Linked DNA regions of Rattus norvegicus: region 2 is linked to region 1. Evidence: chromatin contacts called from public Hi-C data. All regions are on one chromosome and are shown on one strand. The core of a region is the stretch at or near the end of the contact, and the rest is flanking DNA. Distances in the headings are between cores, read along the strand shown. Region 1 holds the start of Mr1 (major histocompatibility complex, class I-related). Region 2 overlaps Kiaa1614 (KIAA1614 homolog).

Region 1 (4,235 bases), core at 186-2,685:
TGCGGTCTGTAGCTATCCGCCTCCGGAACACAAAGCAACACAGCAGGAACACGTCTGAGGGGTCAGAGGAAAACAACCAGCAAAGAGCAGCACCCCACTCTATAACAGCCCACAAATTATCTACATACAGGGTACTCAGAAGTCCAGTGGTAGGTATCACAGAAACAACTGGACTAAAGGCAGAAATGTTGCACTTTTGATCACTATGCCAGAAGGTTCTGCAATCTCCTTAAGCCAAAGAAACATCTAACCTCATCTTTGTTTGTTGGTTTCTTTGTTTCTTTTTCTTTTCTTTTTTTCTTTTTTGAAGCAGGCTCTCATGCCACTCAAACTGGCCTCAAACTCACCATCCCCTCCCCCCTTTAGAGTAGCTAGGATTGTAAGTTTGCATCACCATATCCATATCCAGTTGTTATATTCCTCCAGTCAGCTGGCACGTAGCAAGCTATCAATCAATACTTGTAGGATTAACACACAGACGATTTGAAAGAGTTCCTTCCTGGCATGAGCATTAGTCAGCAGCTTGGGCGGCCTGGTCTAAGTTCTGTAATTCTTCTGTGAACCTAGAGACCCACTAACGTTTAGAAGCACTAACGGCTTGCCAGCAGTTGCTTAGAGAAGTAGCGAAGTCTGGTACTTTGTGTCACACCGACTCTCCTGTGTTTGTGGCAACACAGGGCTCCGGATTCCCTAGAGACACAAGCTCCCTAAACTACAATGAACTTGGAGGATTTTTAAAAAATGTTTGTTTATTTTAATTATTATTTATTTTTACGTACTTTGGTGTTTTGACTGCATGTGTGTCTATGTTAGGATGCAGGATCCCCTGGAATTGGAGTTGCAGACAGTTGCGAACTGCCATGTGGGTGACCTCTGGAAGAACAGCCAGAGCTCTTAACCGCTGAGCCATCTCTCCAGTCCCAGAACTTTTGTTTTTAATCAATGAATATTTCCTACACCTAGAAAACAAGCTCGGAGGCGTGGCTTTATCTTTCTTGCGTCTTTTGTTACAGGTAGTCCTTGTCCTGAGGAGGGAAAAATATCTATGGACCTGAAGAATGGACAGACTGCACTGTTCAACTCCCCTGAAACTCACTACAGTCCCTAGTATAAGGCTCATTGTTAGAAAAGAGGAGAAACAGAAGGAAAAGTAAGGGTATAGCAGAAGAGTGGGGAGACAGCTCTCAGGGGGAAGTCTTTCTGGACAGGCTAGCATCCATGCACACACGTCTGGGCAGCAGGCCAACTGGTACATCACCCTTCAAATCTTGGGTCCAAAGGACCTGTGGATTTGCCCCTGGCTTTTTCATAGCTTGCACCACAAGTTTAGGAAGCGAACCCCTCGATGCACTTGGAAGCAAAGAGTACATGGGATACTTACGGGTATGGCTTTGCTTCGCCAAAAATACTGTGAGGAACGGTAGCAGGAACATCATCAACCCCCACTGAAGTCCTTTTCTTCCCATTTTTTTTTTTTAAACTTCAGATAGTGACAGGCCCCTGATGAATCTTTTGTGAGAACCTGTACTCACTCTACCGGTTTACTAGAAAATTTGGTAACTGAGCAATGAGGGCGGGGCGGGGACGCATTCTCCAATAAGAACTGGGAAAAATATCTTGTGTCACTAGTTGCTAGGGAGAATAGAGACCTACAAAATGAAAGCAATAAACTTTAACTCCTTGTTGGTTTCAGGCACGGCTTGCTTCTTTCCACCCAGTTCCCAACTGTTGCTCAATTACTTGAAAGGTATAGGGAAGCAAAGATTAATAACACAGATAATTTATTGCCTTTGGTTCTTTCTTGGAGTTTAGATTTTTAACTAAGGGACAAAGAAAATCGCACCGAGTTCCAAGATTTGGAACTCCCCGCTCAGTATGATTTTCCCATCCATCCGTCTCGGATAGCACGTACCATTTAGATTGTCCTGTAATATTTTACTTATGTCTGTCTTCCCTGTACTTTTGTTTACCTAGAACAATAGGTCCCAAACATCCCCACTGAATAGGGAGAAGAAAAGTCCTGTGGGAGATGCTGAAGGGTTACCACTCATCTTTCAAGGAAAGCAATCTCCAAGAGCAAGCTATGGTCACATTGTTGTTAGAAGCACATGACGAGTTAGGAAACAGCAGCTAAGGCTGTTCAGGGAGCTAGGGAACAGGTTTAAACAGGAAAGAGGAAGTACAGCCGAATAGAGAGAAGAATGAAGACAAGGCAGGGAGGCAGGCAAGCATCCTTTGGCTGGGGTTCAGGGACCGAGGTTTGATCCCAGCTCTTTGACACGGGGCAGAATCTCTACCATGGTCGGGCATCTTCCACTTGAAAAGAAATCTACCATGTATTTATTCCACAGGACTGTTGAAAGACTCGGTGAGGTTGTTTATGCACAAAGAGGGGCTAGGAGAATCAAACATCCTGTTTTTCTTCAGTGGTGAGGGGAGTGATGGCCCACTCGGAAGCTCAGAGCCTGTAACTACAGCACACTTTCTATGACAGAAGAGACTTTGCAGGTTCTGTTGGTTTAAAGACGGAGAGATGGAGAGATGATCCTGGACCATCTGCCAGAACCAATATAACCACGAGGGTCCCCATTACAGGAAGGCAGAGGGTCAGAATCTGAGAAGGAACTGTGAGAGCAGATGCATTGCTGAAATGGGGGTGAGCCAAGGAGTGTGGGTGGCTCCCGACCCTGGAATGAGAAGGTTACAGGCCCTACCCCAGAACCTCTAGAAAGAATGCATGTATCAAAACTTGTTTGGTTTTTGTTGTTGTTGTTGTTGTTTTGTTGTTGATGTTTTGTTTTGTTGTTGGTGGTTTTTGTTTTGTTTTGCTTTGTTTTTCCCACATAAGGCCTGTCTTCAGAACTTCCGCCTCCTAAATTATTGGAGAGGAAATGTATATTGCTTGCAGCCACCTAATTTTTATGAGAATGGACAACTTTTAGGCATGTCTTCCTTTCCCCACAAAGACTCAAAGAAGTTACCTGATGACCACTCCTCAGAGGCTTGTATCTGTTTCCCTTTCCTTCCTCTTTTGCTTTATTCCCTTGGTTATTCATCTAGCAAATACAGGCACCCGTGTGCCCCTCCCAGACACCCCTGTTACTGCTCAATGATGCTTGCCTTCCACACCAATTTATTTTCCCTTTGGTTTTTTTTTCTGTTAATAGCTTGTCCCCCCAAATGCATACTGTACTGTTGTTAAAAAGGAAGCATGAAGGGGTTGGGGATTTAGCTCAGTGGTAGAGCGCTTGCCTAGCGAGCGCAAGGCCCTGGGTTTGGTCCCCAGCTCTGAAAAAGAAGAAAAAAAAAAAAAAAAGGGAAGCATGAAAAGAGTACATAGCTTAAAATTACTTTATCTAATTGCAAATTAGTGAAGGCTGGGAAGGCAGCTAACACCATTCCTGACATATTTTAGTATATGTTTCTTTGGTGATTTTGTTGTGGATATGCCTGTAGGTATATGCATGTGAGGTTCTCTCTCTCTCTCTCTCTCTCTCTCTCTCTTTTAAAAAGGGGTTTCATGTTCTAATCCTATTTTGTAAATTATTTCTCAAATTTACATTTGCCAAAAGAGATATACATATTAATGGTATAACTTTACAAGTACTTATATTTTTCCCTTTTTTAATTTTTGAGATTATACGTTGATGGCATCATTTCTCCCTTCCCTTTACTCTCCAAACTCTCGCATATACCCCTCCCTGCCCTCTTTCAAATTCATGGCCTTTTTATTTTTAAAAACTAATTGTTATCAGATATATAGATGTAGATATAGATTCCTAAATATAACTTGTTCAATCGATATACTGTTACCCGTATGTATGTTTTCAGGGCTGTTTGGCAGTGGATAACTAACTTGTGTGTCCTCTCCTGGGGAAGGCTGCCTTTCCCAGTCCAGGTTGCCTATGCTTCTTTGTGTAAGGTTGAGACTTCATGCTCTTTTCTCTACCAAGTTTGACAAGTTCATTGGTGTTATCTTGTTCAGCTCACATTTGGGCATTGGTATGAATGACAATAGCTCCATAGGGTCATATGTTTGTATGCTGAGTTCCCAGTTTGTGAACTGTTTCAGAAGGGCTAGAAGGATTAGAAGGTGTGGCCTTGTTGGAGGAAGTGTGTCATCACTGGGAGGTGTGCTTTGAGGTTTCAAAGGTTCTCACCTAACTCAGTGTTGTTCTCTCTGCCTGCTGCCTGTGGATCAGGCTGTAAATCTCTCAGTTACTGATCCAGTGCCA
Region 2 (4,600 bases), core at 245-2,744, 78 kb after region 1:
AGAAAAGCCTGGGAAGGGGATTTGCTGGGAACCATAAACCCGAGGTCACTCTAAGAAAACACTGTTTGGTGCCAGCTTTGGTGAGCACACCCGGGTGCCTAGCAAGAGTCAGCAGGTCCTGCTCATGGAGATGGGACTGCACAGGCATCCAAAGCATTCAGCACTAAGCTTGTGCTTATCTTACAATGCAAACTTAACTAGCACTCAGAAGCCTCCGCTGGAGGCTCAGGAGCTTAAGACCAGCCAGAGAGACACAAGGAGATCCTGTCCAAAGGGGAGGGGCTGGGCACGTGGCTCTCTGGTAGCACACTTAAGACACACCCTAGAGCAGAATGCTTTCAGCTGGGAATAGGGTGAGCTAGGTAACGTGATAGCTCCGGGATAGCGCCAGGAGCTTATAACTGGGAGCAGAGAGGCTTTGACCCAGAAGGTATGCGGACAGAGGAGGAGCTGGCCCAGAGAGAGGCTGGAAGCTAGAGCTCACTAGCTGAAAAAAACAGGACAGGTGCCCAGGCAAAAGAAAGACAGCACCAGAGAAGGCATGGGATACAGGAAAAGGCATGGGGACACGGGAGGAGGCATGGGGACACAGGAGAAGGCATGGGACATGGGAGGAGGCATGGGACATGGGAGGAGGCATGGGACATGGGAGGGAGCATGAGACACGGGAGAAGGTGTTGTATGTGCTGGTTAGGGGTGAAGGCTCAGGCATTTGTGCTTCTGGGAGAGACTGGTTTTTCTCTTAGCTTGATTTTTCCCCAGTTTTTGCAAGTTTCTGTGCCATCCTTCCTGCATGTTTTAGCCTTTTTTAACCAGGCTGCTCTCTGCCTTCAGCCACTCAGCTTAAACTACAGCAAGACCTTGGAGACCCAGGAGACATTGTCGTTTGCCTTGAGGGGCTTATGGAGAAACTCCTGTGATAAGAAATGCAAAGGCCACAGCTCACAGCTCCACACCTGAGAGGTCTAACGGGAGTTCCCAGAGGCACGAGGTCATGCTGTGCTGTCTTCATTCCCAGCCCACCCTCGCTTCTCCAGTCAGCTGACACTCACCACACAGGACTTCCACTCCTAGACACTGCCCTGAGTGAAATCAGTCCATGGACTGCCATTCACCCTGCGTTCTCTCCCCTCCTCGGCCTTTGAAATGAAAGATTCCAATGCCTTAGACTAGCAGCTCTCACCCTGAGGGTGGAGGCCCCTCTGAGGGTTGAACAACCTTTTCACAGGGGTCGCATATCAGATATCCTGCATATTTTCACACTGACAGTTACACTGTGATTTGTAACACTAGCAAAATTAGTTACAAAGTAGCAACAAAAATAATTTTATGGTTGGGAGTGGACACAAAATGAGGAACTGTATTAAAGGGTCGCAGCATTAGGAGGGAGTAGAGAACAGAGTAGCTCCGAGCATGGAGCAGGCTTGTGGAAGCCTGGTAGAGGAGAGTGTGCTGAGGTGATTTGCTAGGCCTGGCATGCAGAAGGAGAGATGTTTAGTGCCTTGTGTTCACTGAACCTGAACTGGGTCCACTAGGTACTGAGACAGTCCTGGGGGCAGAGACATCATATTCCAGTGAGGGGAGAGAGGTGTGGAGGAATGAAGCACTGTGTGAGAAGGCAAACAGCAGAAGCCCCTCAGCCTGAGGGCTGTGGTGACTTCTAAAGGAGGCACACCTTGAATACCAAGGAAGGAACTGATAGATGTCATCAGGCAGAGACAGTAGAGGCAGTCAGGTGCAGATTCAGTCAGACTATGTGATCTGACTGCAGAAGGGCAAAGGGGTCTATTCAACAGAGGCCGAGAGTGTTCTGGGAGACTGAGGAGAGGTAAAAGCAGCAGATGGCAGGTCCCCTCACAACACTGGTGGTCTCAACTCTGTTCTGACCATGATAAATGACCAGGTTTGTGCATCCTCAGAAAACCCACTATGGAGGCCACCCGGAGAAAGACCAGAACAAAGAGGCCAGTCAAGGCTTGCTGTGACATTAGAGATCGTAATTGTTGGGGTTGGAAAGATGGCTGGGCAGTTAAGAGCACTGCCTGCTCTTCCAGAGGACCCAGGTTCAATACCCAGTACCCACACAATAGCTCATAACTGTTCATAATCCAGTCCTGAGGGGATCTGATGCCCTCTTCTGGCTTCTGTGGGTACCAGGCAGCACAAGATGCACAGACATATATGAAGGCAAAACACACAGAGAAAATAAATCAGAAAGAAAGGAAGGGAAGGAGGAAAGAAGGAAGGAAACAGGAAACAAAGAGAAAAAAGAAAGCGCATTTGGACTTAAGAGTCACTGTGGCCAAGGAGTAAAGAATGACCAGGGCATGAGCTCTGCAGGAAACAGGCAAATTTAAGGGAGAGAGAGAGAGGACAGTAGGTGGTGGGTGGGAAAACAGAACTAGGGGGAACTCATATACGGTAAGCACAAGCCCTGTGAGCCAATTGTGAGGACACTAGGGGCTCCCCACTGCTGTGACCTGGACGTGCCTCCCCTTCATTCCGTAAGACCGCACCACTGGGGCCACACCCTATCGTCCAGGGCCCCAGGACTCACCAGATGCTGTAATGATGGGGCTCTTTTCACCGCGCTGGTCTGCGGAGCCAGTGCTGAGGGCTGCAGCTGTTCCACACTGAAGCTTCTGGATGTGCCAAGTCTGGGCCGGGGCGTGTGGCCCAGGGCTGAGAGAAGCTTTTTGAGCCCCAGGGTGGAGGTAATACTACCCCTCCTTTTCTTGTTCCCTTCAGAATGAGCAACTGAGGGTGGCTTATGCCCTGCACTGGCCTCAAGAGATGCTCTGAAACACAAGGAGGAGAGGGAGGGCATGAGGTGGTTGGAGAAAGCTTCAAGCAAGGCAAGAGCTGCCGGCATCCTGAATCCTAGGGTTCCACAAGCCCCAAATGGACCAGTACCTCCCTCAGGGAGGACCTAACAATCAGGCTGTAGCAGGGAGAGCCACGCAGACTCTGCCAGGTGCTCTGTGAAAGTAGCTTTGGGAAGAACAGTCTGGGATAGCCCCTGTCATAGCACGCAGGCGTGGGGAGAATCATCCAGGTTAGCCCCGGCCATGGGCTGTCATAATTCATTCACTCCTCTCCTTCATAGAAGCTTAACAACAGACCACATGAAGAAGAGAAGCCATTCGCAGTGATGTGTGGGGTAAAGCAGGGTGTGACTAGGTTCTTGTTTTTAATAGTTTCCAGGGAAGATCTCTTTGGCAGGAAACCATCTTTATACCAAGGGTCAACGACTGGAAAGGATCAGGCCATTAAGCCTGAAGTGAGAAATGCAGGTACACGGGACAGCGGCGGCCTCTGTCTGGGCAGACTCAGGTTTGATATGACAGCAATGACAGCAGCCAGGTATCGAGCAAAGCAGGATGAGGTGCTGTGAGGCCAGGCGGGCAGGCAAGTCCCACCACACCAACCAAGCACTGTCAGCCTCGGAAATGAAGGAGAGGGGAGACTACTGTGGGGCTTTAAGTGGGACAATGATACCATGTAATTGGGTTTTAAAGAAAATATTCCCTCGTGCACCTAAGAAGTGAGGCAGCTTAGACCAGAGGTAGAGAGAGAGGCTGGGGGCTGGAGAGGACTACTGGTGGGTAATGGGGTAAAAGCAGGAGGAGGCGGATTCAGGGTCTAAGCTGTGGGGACAGCAGCATGGCTGCTGGGAAGGGGGTATGGGAAAAGCAACTATGGAGTTTTTATTGAGGGGACAGCTAGATACTTGGGAGAGATGTCCAGGAGAAACTGGCCAGACGGACCTGGCATTCTGGCAACCATCCACCCATGTCTGTGTGTGCCATGTGGTCGCAGGGTACAATCTGGAGCTGGGGAAGCCCTTACAAGGGCCAGGTTTACCTAAACTTTGAACTTGGTCCAAGGAGGTCCTAAGGCAAGGCCTCAGATAGTTAGGCCCCAGCTGATGCATAGAATGGGATCCGTTTGCATCCTCGGAGCACCTGGAGGGCTGTGGTTCTCGGCCATATCAATAGTAGCTGGGGCTCAAGGGTGGGCAGATTCCTCAGTGCCTCAGTGAGGTCCATCAGATAAGAGGAATGGAAAAGGTGGGGTGGGGAGTAGGAAGTGCCTGGCATGTACACCTGAAGACCTGAGTTCAGAGCCCCAGTACCCATTTAAAAGCCAAGCCATGGCGGAGCATGTCTATAACCCCCGTCTGGGACAGAGACAAGTGGATCTGGCGTTCAAACACAAGGTGCAGAGCAATGTAGTAAGGTCCTAATGTTAACATCTGGTCTGTATACATACTTACACCTATGTGTCCCCAGATACTGGACCCGCTCCCCATGAACATATATCAACAACAACAACAACAACAACAACAACAACAACAACACACACACACACACACACACACACACACACACACACACACTAGGAAGGGTGGTTTAGGGTACCAGGATGTGGTCTAGGGACCCTTCAGAACTTGGAAGAGGAAGGTCAGTGATGCAACTGCTGCAGGTGGTACACCCCCGTCCAGCATGCCCTATGTAATCAGGGCTTGCTCCTGCCACTCACCCACTGGGCATGTGGCCTCCAGAGCTACAGTCCATCCTCTGTGGACCTCCTCCCAGCT

Evidence for each region. Hi-C and Micro-C count contacts between places; a contact is called where the count stands out from the background.
Region 2: a Hi-C map of kidney shows a contact between it and region 1, with 3 times the contacts expected there. The contact joins the enhancer-like site here to the promoter of Mr1 in region 1. A contact is called at or near these places in 6 of 12 Hi-C or Micro-C datasets (the Rat2 cell line, frontal cortex, hepatocytes and 2 more).

What each region holds. Positions count from the first base shown.
Region 1 is chr13:69,866,731-69,870,965 of GRCr8, forward strand. It overlaps Mr1 (major histocompatibility complex, class I-related), which reads right to left and starts at 1,436. Exons shown (of 6, transcript NM_001100635.1): 1 at 1,382-1,436. The coding sequence starts at 1,436.
Region 2 is chr13:69,944,862-69,949,461 of GRCr8, forward strand. It overlaps Kiaa1614 (KIAA1614 homolog), which reads right to left. Exons shown (of 10, transcript NM_001427644.1): 6 at 4,543-4,600; 7 at 2,558-2,798. Among named protein-coding and RNA genes, the nearest start is that of Kiaa1614, 24 kb to the right of the region's middle. Within about 2 kb of position 1,495, at least 8 of the 93 cell types and tissues checked have an H3K27ac peak or open chromatin away from gene starts, as enhancers often do. A contact at or near this core is called in kidney, where this site is marked.